Regions from separate parts of the Mus musculus genome. Here all the other regions are linked to region 2. A link is a contact called in public Micro-C and promoter capture Hi-C data. All regions are on one chromosome and are shown on one strand. Each heading gives the region's core, a stretch centred on a gene start, on an enhancer-like site or on the middle of the called end of the contact. The rest is flanking DNA. Distances are from core to core; before and after follow the strand shown. Region 1 holds the start of Smoc1 (SPARC related modular calcium binding 1). Region 2 holds the start of Ccdc177 (coiled-coil domain containing 177). Region 3 overlaps Smoc1 (SPARC related modular calcium binding 1).

Region 1 (2,862 bases), core at 116-2,615, 270 kb before region 2:
TCCAGGAAATGGGGCCAGAGGATATCCAGGGAAGAAAGCACAATTTGGTGGAGAAGCCAACTTCATTTGCTCAGAAGTCAAATCCTTGCTATTTTCCCAGAGAGATTCTCGCAGAATGGGAGCGGGCAAGCTGCTACCCAGAGGTCCGGCTTCTGATCTTACTGACCCTGATCCTTGCCCAGAGACTGCCTCCCTTACGTGTTGCCAAAGGAACCTCTAGGTGGTTTAACAAATACATTTTTAAGGCAGTGAAATTCTTTATTAGACCATTAGGAGGGAGCAGGGAGAACAATAATCTAGACCAGAAATGAGCACGGTGCTGCTGGTTCCCGTTTTTTTTACAATGCCCTGGACAACCCGTCCTGTGCACAGAATTGGCACATTTCGTGTGGTTCAGAAACTCCAATCAGATCAAGGTTCAACCGATCCAACCCAGGGGAGAAGTTCTTCCGAACTTCTCCACGGCTCCCTACCCCTGCCACTCCTCCAGGGCCAGGCCAGCAGGAGGGGGGCATTAAAATTATCTGCTGTGGGTTTTACGAGCAGCGATTGCTTTTTAAAACAACAACAACACAAGGTCCTTGTGTGGCTCGCGGGTAACCTAAAACTCTCTAGGCAGAGTGCCCCCCCCCGCCCCTTCTACACACACACACACACACACACACACACCCTCTGCCTGCCAAGAAAGCCAGCTCGAGGGACTGGTGCAGCGACAACATAGGGAAACTCTGCTCCAGCCAAGGCCGAGATCCCACCGACCTAGGAGGCCCAGGAGAAAAACCTCAGGAGAAGTTCGAGAAAGAAAACCCACCGGTGACAGGTCGTGGGGAGTCAGTGCTACAAGAAAAGGCGGGGAAGGAGGGGGGCAATGAAATTTTATTTCAGCAACTTCTCCAAGAGGCCTGCAAGGGACTAGACGGTAAAGTCGAGGACAAGGTCTGACACCTCCCTTCCCCCTCCTGTAGATGAGCGGCCAAGCGCAGGTGGGCGCGCGCAGCTGGGAGACGCACTTACCCTGGGGCCGGTGGTGCGGTGGCCGCCGGCCGGGGACAGCTGCACCAACACGAGCAGCAAGTGGGGCGTGAGCAGACGGACGCGCGCGGGCAGCATGGTGCCAGCGGAGCCGGGCAGCCACGAGCGGGCAGCGGGCAGGGGGGCTCAGGCTAGCTTCAAAGCACTTGGGGAGGTGGGGACCCTTGCAGCAGCTGGGAGTGGCCGAAGAGCCAGCGGCAGGGGCTGGAGGAGCCTGCGCCCGGGGTCACGGTCATGAACGGCGGAGGCCCGGAGCTGGAGTGCGAGCGTGTGCTCTGCGCGTGGCGCCTGCTGCGCTCGGCGTGGCCGCGGCGACAGCAGGTTGGATGCGGGAGCTCGGGCCATGGGAATTCCCGTTATAAACCCCGGGAGGGGAGGGGCGGGGCCCGGAGAGGCTGACTGACGGGTCGAGAGGCCTGTAGCAGCCGACCCTCCGGCAGGTGGAAGCCAATGGGAGAGAGATGAGAGGGGCGGTTCGTGGTCAGTACCCCACCCCACCCCCACCCCCACCCCCACCCCCACCCCCACCCCCCACCCCCCCAGGAGCTACACTGGCTTCCCGGCCACAGTGGGCTCCAGCAGAGGCTGGGATAAAGAGTAACTTTTTCTCAGCAAGTCCTCGCTGGGAACCTCCGCGCGCTCCAGCAGCCTCAGTCCCTCCTGAATGGTCACCTGGATAGTAAAGAAGCCTTACACACTTATCGTGTGTTAGTTCTTAGGCTTGAGTTGTCGCAACAGCTCCATGAAGCAGGCAGGGAAAATAGCTCCAAATGACCCAAAGTCCTTGAGAAATGTTTCCCGGAGGCCGCAAAATCAAGGGCAACCTGGGGAACCACCAGGTGCGGCCCACAGAGTGAGCTGCGACCTACGGGAAGAGGTATTCATTTATTTCAAAAAGAAAAAAAAAATCTCCTTACGGGTGACACCCAAGTTCCACAGCGGCTGCCTGAGATAATTCTGACGGAGGCGAACCGAAGCAGCCTAAGGTGGGTCCCCCGAGGGTCCAGTAAACTACCCCTATGGCCCTATGGTCCATGTGACCTGCGGTCAGAACCCGGGCATCTTGGCTAATCAGTCTGAACTTAAAGAACACAGGAGCAGCTTCTCTGTGGCCTAACAACGCTGGGGCGGAGGCCGGGGAGGAGAGGGCAGTCCCAGGAATCCTGGTCCCATATTGGGAGGAGGAAAGTTATGAATGGAGGAGATGGAGGAGTGTTCTGTGAGCACAGATATCCTAGAGACCTCCAAGGAGCAATTTCCTGGGAGCCCAAGCCTGGATTGTATAGGTCAGCTCTAAGCAGGCCTATCAGGTGCTAGAGCTCTTTCCATAGTGGTCCAAGAGGCCACCCTGAAAATGGTAACAGCTACATCGCATCACACACACTCACTTCAACCCAACAAAGTGTCTGCTGCCTTCCCCGCAAGAGACCCGTGATTATCTCCAAAAGTGGAACACAACTCTTCGTGCTTGATTTCCACCGGTCCAGGCCCGTCCCTTCGTGAAGAAAGATCCATTTCTCTAACCAGATTGAAATAAAGCCCAGGTTTCACAGCTCCCTGACTGCCCTGAGAGGTCCTGACAAAGATTAGCTCTGCTCCCTTCCAGCTTCTCTTCTCGATTATAAGAGCAAGCTAACCCTAACCCCCATCTGGCTGCATACAGACAGCCTTCACCCTACAGCCAGCCAGTCTTCCTGAACAACAAACCAGAATGCACCACTCTCTGTTCAAGGGGCTTTGCACCTCCCCCATCAGCCTCAGACGGGAATGTCCAGGCAAGAATAAAGGGTTCTTCAAACTAAAATGAAGCACATTTCTAAAAAAAAAAAA
Region 2 (2,700 bases), core at 169-2,668:
AGTTGAGGTCACCTCTTCTTAAATGACTCTAGCATGTGTCAAGTGGACAGAAAACTAGCCATCACAGGGACCTTACATAGATGGTGACATCCTCGATCTAGTTCCAGTCCAGACCTCTAGTATGACTTAACCAGCCACCTGTTGGATGGTCCTACTCTAATGACGGAGAGGGGCAACTGCCCATAACTGGCATTCCATACCAGCTAATCTTCCCTCCTGGATCCACGCTTTCCGTGTCTGTCTGTCTGTCTGTCTGTCTGTCTGTCTGTCTCAGCATCCCACTGCTCCAGGCAGCCATCCTTGATCCCTCACTTCACACACTAGAGCCAAGCTTTGAGTGTGGTTCCTTCCACTGTATTTACAAACCCCCACCTTCCTCCTTTCCTACCACCGCTCCCTTTCTGGTTCCAACATTCCCTGTGCTGGGTACCTGCAGTGCCTCCCCAACTGCTTCCTTAGTCTCTTGGGCCTTGCCCTGTTGTTGCTAGAGTTATGTTCCTAAAAAGTCTATCTGCGGCATTATTTCCTTGTTCAAAACCTTCCCTTTCCAAAACAAAACAAAACAAAACAAAACAAAACAAAACAAAAACTTTACTTTCCCCTCATGGTTTCCTTTGTTTGCTTGTTTAGTTTCTCTGTGTAGCCCTGGCTGTCCTGGAACTCTGTAGCTCAGGCTGGTCTTGAACTCACAGAGCTCCACCTGCCTCTGCCTCCTGAGTGCTGGGATCAAAGGCGGGCATCACCACCAACCAGCCCTTCGGATTCTTTAGCATCATAGTTCACCACACTCTCTAATGCTACACCTCCCCCCCCCCCCCATTCCTTGGAGGATTCTAATCTGGGATGTCTTTGGCCACTACCACTCACGATGGAAGGGTAGGATGAGGTGTCATCAAAAAGCACTCATTACATGGCATCGATCAGGATCAGTCTCATCGTATGAAACTAGCGACTCGGAAGCAGCATCCGCTGGTCACTTGTGTTCTGCCGCCTGAACCCGTGTGTTTTTGTCGACTGTTTTTAGTTATTTAGGTGAGCAAACAAGGTAATGGCAATTTCATAATGTGGCATCATTCTTTGTTCTCATTCGTTCTCCCATCTTAGCTTTCCTTAAATAAATAAAAATCACTATTTGGACCAGGTGCCCTCTTTCTACCCAATTACTTGCTGACTTGTTGGTCTGCTTAAGATCCCTTTGAGAAATATACTGATTCCTTCATTGTACCCGCCTAAGGTGCCCAAAGACTAGATTTCTGGTGATAACTGCTATGTCCACATCTCTCTGTATTACGTATGTATGCATGCATTCATTTATATGCATACATGTGTAGTTACTGTATTTTTAATTGCTTTGTCGTCCTCTAAGCAAAGAAATGAATACCCTTAAGTGGCCACCAGGAGGCGCCAGGAGCAGCGAGAGACCTGCGGTACCTTGGCGGTAGAGGTGGAGATGGATGCAGAGGCGAGGGAAGAACCCAGCTTCCTTTTTTAAGAATCAGTTGTGAGCAAGGGAGCAGAGCTACGTTATTTTAGGGAGACTTTGTCGCACTCCCCCTCCCCCGGGTAGGTAGCGTCTGGGATGTGTGCTCCCAGTTCGTAGTCTCCCATGGAGAGACGCTGGCTGCTGCAGCCGGCAGTAACCCGACCCCGCCGGCGCAGGGACTGAAGAGGCGCCGGGGAGAGCAGCGAGAGGCGAACAAAAGCCCTCGGCAAGGGGGCCGGAGCCCGGACCTGGGGTAAGTGAACCCGCTCGGAGACCTAGCAGCTCCCAGAATGGAGCGGCAGGGTTTACGGCGCTCTAAGAGCCCACTCCCCTGAGATGCGGTGCGGAAACTGGTGAGCATCAGCGGCTGATGTCTGAGTCCACCATACTGGGGTTGATGGTACCTTTAACTACACATTCGGCCTTGGAGATCGGGTGCATCTGGGAGGATTCAGGTGCCTTGTGCATCTTGAGCAAACACCGGGTGGGGGCTGGAGGAAGAGGAAGGCAGAGAGCTCCCAGCAAGCCCCGCTGGAGAGGCTGGAGAAAGAATCCATCACTCCACTCGGAGAAGCCTTTGGAGACTCTTTTCAGCCCTTCCATCTCCCGGGGGCCCTGCGCTCCGGGTCCTTTTGGTAGAGAGAAATCAACCATAAACTTCTTCCTAGGCAACTGGGGCCCTCGCAGCAATGCACTTTGGCATGCACAGGCCCCTTCCCCTTTTGTGTTCTTGCAAAGCTGCATCCCAGCAGCCCGCCTAAGCTACAAACAAATAGCTAATCCTCCGGGGAATCCTCCAGCGCCTCCCTCGCTGGCTGCAGCCTTCCTTGCACTTCAATCTTTGCAGGAAGGGGATGCAGCTAGTGGGCCTCACGCCAATGTGGTCTCCTGAAAGGCCCTGCATTCTAGGTCTGAGGGAGACTGAGGCTGCTGTCTAAGGCCCAGCGTCCCCCCACCGCAACTGCCCAGCCTGAGTTTTTGGGGCATCAGTTTTAGGATTTACGTTCCATCAGGCCCCTGAGCCTAATCTGAAATCGGATTAAGTTGGGAGGGGTAAATATGGCTGAGGAGGGAGGAACAGCTCACAGATCCTCTATGTCCCCCCGCCCCTCTGTCATCTCAGGGACTCCAACAAAGAACGAGGTTCAGCTATGGTGGACCCGGTGCCAGAAGAGGAGAAAGAGGGAGCGGAGCCCGGTGGCTCTGAAGGGGATGAG
Region 3 (2,759 bases), core at 60-2,559, 420 kb before region 2:
GATGAGGCAGGCACCAATCGAAGAGAGAATAAACAAATTTTCTTCACTTTCCTTTCCCACTGTGGTATTGGAACCCACGCAGGACGCCTCTTTGAATCCCCTCAGCTGTTAGCTAAGAAGGGTTTTAATGGCTATTTATAACCTTCTTGGTTCTGGGTCTCCGAGTCCTGTAATGTCAGAGGTGGAAGGAACCTTAGTTCCTTCGCTTGCCAAATCTGGAGGCAAAGGCTCAGAGTGACTTACACAAGGTCCAAGACCTGGTTTGATAACACCCTCCCCTGTGCACAGGTCCTGATGCTCCCTCAGGACCTGATCCTGAAGGGAGAACATACTAGGAGCCGGGCCAGTTCCCTGTGCCTCTGAACATCGTTGGACCGAACCAGAAGATGGTATTAAGACAACATCTATGCTACATCTCTGCCTCCCAGGGGGCGGGGGGTTGGAGATTGTCTCCTGCTAAGTCCAGGATTACCTATGGATCCTATGATGACACAGCTCAGCCTCTCCCAATATTCCTTATGACCAAGAAAGACAAACTAAGGGTAGATGTTGGTATATCTAAGTTTGCAGGTGAGATCACAAATCCAGGAAGATAAGAGGAGCAGACCTAAGGCAGGCAGGTGAGCAAGGGCAGAGCCAGGCTGCCCAACCTCAGAGTCTACATTTACTCTGCTCCACTCCGCAGGTGCTGCCCTCAGGAGTAAACATGGAGATCCGTACATGGAAGAAGAAGGCCTATGGTGGCCCTGGCTCTGCTTCATCAGCTAAGAGCCAGAAAACAAAATGAAGAGACAGGAGCGCAACCCTGTACCTCAGCAAACCTATATAACAGGAGTGATATTATCCCCATTTAATGTGGCTAAAAACCCAGGATGGCACAGCATTCATGGGAGGAAGTAAACTCATTGCTGCTGTCATCCGCTGGACCCCGAGCTCCTGATCCTCAGAGGGAGAGGAGAAGACTGAGCCCAAGGAAAAGCTGGCGCTTCTGAGACACTGAGCCTCTCTCTGGTCCTCTGCTGCTTGCTGTACAGGGTAGAGACAGCAACCCTGACAAACTTGCTTTATGACTTGGAAAAGAACAATTACCGAGGCCCGGGCCTCCAAATGTCTGGCTTGCCATGCTGGTCAAAGGATTCAGCTCTCCAGTGAGAGTCATGGAAGACAAAAGAAGGGGTGCTCCTGTGGCATCTCCAGAAGTCGGGCCCCTCAAACCCAAAACTACACAGCCCAAGTCCCACATCTTCCCACTCACTTTGGGCCCCCATCTGGCATGCAAGTCCCTCTCAGGCCACCAGAGGGCACCACATAATACCAGATGACCTGTGCCTGAGCTCTCATATACCATCTTGCTTTCTGCCATTTGGAGCAAAGTGAGACCTTGAGGCTGCCAGCAAGCAGCACCTCTATCCCATGGGTATATTCCTCTGCTACTGATAGCTTTTGTGTGATCGCTGTGCATCTGGACTCTGTCCCGCCCATCACCTACTCTAAACTGTTAACTTCTCACTCCAAATCTCCAAGGTAGATACTACTACCTCCATTCGGCTGAGGAGGACATTGAAATCCAGAGAGGTGAGGAACCTTGTCAAATTACAGGGTTAGAACTGACAGAGCTTAACAGTCAGGTCTATCTGACTTCAGGGTCTCTGGTCATACCTGCATCCCTATTTCTGTCTAGACAGTTGTCCTCACCCCTCCCCTAGGTTTCTTCATAGTCCTCCATTCTCCTGCTAGCACCATATGCCTAGAAACAGACATCCTTGTCAGGGCACTGGCCACACAGCTCCCCACAGGTTCTATCTCTCTCCTCACAGAGTCCCAAAGTTACATCTGTGCCCCATTGCCCAGTATTTCTCTCTGGCCACTCTCTTGGCTTCCCCAGGCAATAAGTCTGGCCTGCTCACAAGAGACATTGTTCTTCACTCTAGGGTCATCCTCACGGAGGGCAAGGAAGCTAAACTATGAAGTCCTACTGATAAGGCAAGCAATGGCAGCACTGCTGCCCCATGCGTGCAAAGCACTGCTCCTCTGCTTAAACCAGACTCTAAAACATAGAACAACAGAAGGCTTTGGGCTCTAGGATCAGTGTGTTGTCTGGACAGAGGGATGGAAAGAAGAGTCCCATCGTACTCTCTATGGACTTGCCATCTACACAGGCAACCTCAACTCTAACTCATAACCTCTCTTCCTCCTACGTTTTACTTCACCACATTCCAACACACACACACACACACAGAGCATGTGCATGCATGTATAGTCATGCATACATAGATACATTTTAAGTCGGGCATAAAGGGCTGAGGAGATGGCCCAGCACTTAAGATCACTTGCTGCCATTGCAGAGAACCCAGGTTCAGTTCCCAGCATCCACATGGTGGCTCACAACTATCTGTAATTCCAGTTCCAACAGGCCCTCTTCTGGCCTCTGCAGGCACCAGGCACATACTTGGTGCACATAACGTAAATGGAGAGAAGCACTCATACACACACAAAAATAATTTTTAAAAACGGGCATAGATAAACACACGTGTGTACACACAGAGATAGAGATGCTGTCAGACAGGTACCCATGCAGGCATGCTCACAGCAATATGCTGAAGAGATGCATGCACAGATGCAGGCAGACCTGTCGCAGTCACATTTGCAGACACAGGTGCTTCAGCCAGACCCTCAATGACACTTTTTAAGTGAGAGGGTCAAGGTAGGGTTGGGCAAGAAACAGAAATTACCCCAGGAGTCTCTGGGAAAAAAAATAT

What was found. Promoter capture Hi-C pulls out the DNA fragments that hold promoters and counts their contacts. A called contact is a pair of places that touch in the nucleus more often than the background predicts.
Region 1: a contact with region 2 is called in a Micro-C map of embryonic stem cells, with 1.9 times the contacts expected there. The contact joins the promoter of Smoc1 here to the promoter of Ccdc177 in region 2. A contact is called at or near these places in 1 of 39 promoter capture datasets (stem cell-derived epiblast-like cells), 1 of 484 Hi-C or Micro-C datasets (embryonic stem cells) and 1 of 115 datasets of contacts at active chromatin or transcription factors (pancreatic cancer cells).
Region 3: a promoter capture Hi-C map of liver shows a contact between it and region 2, with 2.4 times the contacts expected there. The contact joins the enhancer-like site here to the promoter of Ccdc177 in region 2. A contact is called at or near these places in 7 of 39 promoter capture datasets (the 3T3-L1 cell line, 3T3-L1-derived adipocytes, the C10 cell line and 2 more), 12 of 484 Hi-C or Micro-C datasets (B cells, the Ba/F3 cell line, the G1E-ER4 cell line and 5 more) and 2 of 9 other capture datasets (embryonic stem cells and pancreatic islet).

Annotation. Positions count from the first base shown.
Region 1 is chr12:81,025,311-81,028,172 of GRCm38.p6, reverse strand. Smoc1 (SPARC related modular calcium binding 1) reads right to left here and starts at 1,365. Exons shown (of 13, transcript NM_022316.2): 1 at 1,015-1,365. The coding sequence starts at 1,110.
Region 2 is chr12:80,759,433-80,762,132 of GRCm38.p6, reverse strand. Ccdc177 (coiled-coil domain containing 177) reads left to right here and starts at 1,418. Exons shown (of 2, transcript NM_001008423.2): 1 at 1,418-1,736; 2 at 2,607-2,700. The coding sequence starts at 2,635.
Region 3 is chr12:81,180,836-81,183,594 of GRCm38.p6, reverse strand. The region is part of intron 11 of Smoc1 (SPARC related modular calcium binding 1); the gene reads right to left. Among named protein-coding and RNA genes, the nearest start is that of Mir3067, 16 kb to the right of the region's middle. Within about 2 kb of position 1,309, at least 10 of the 459 cell types and tissues checked have an H3K27ac peak or open chromatin away from gene starts, as enhancers often do. A contact at or near this core is called in liver, where this site is marked.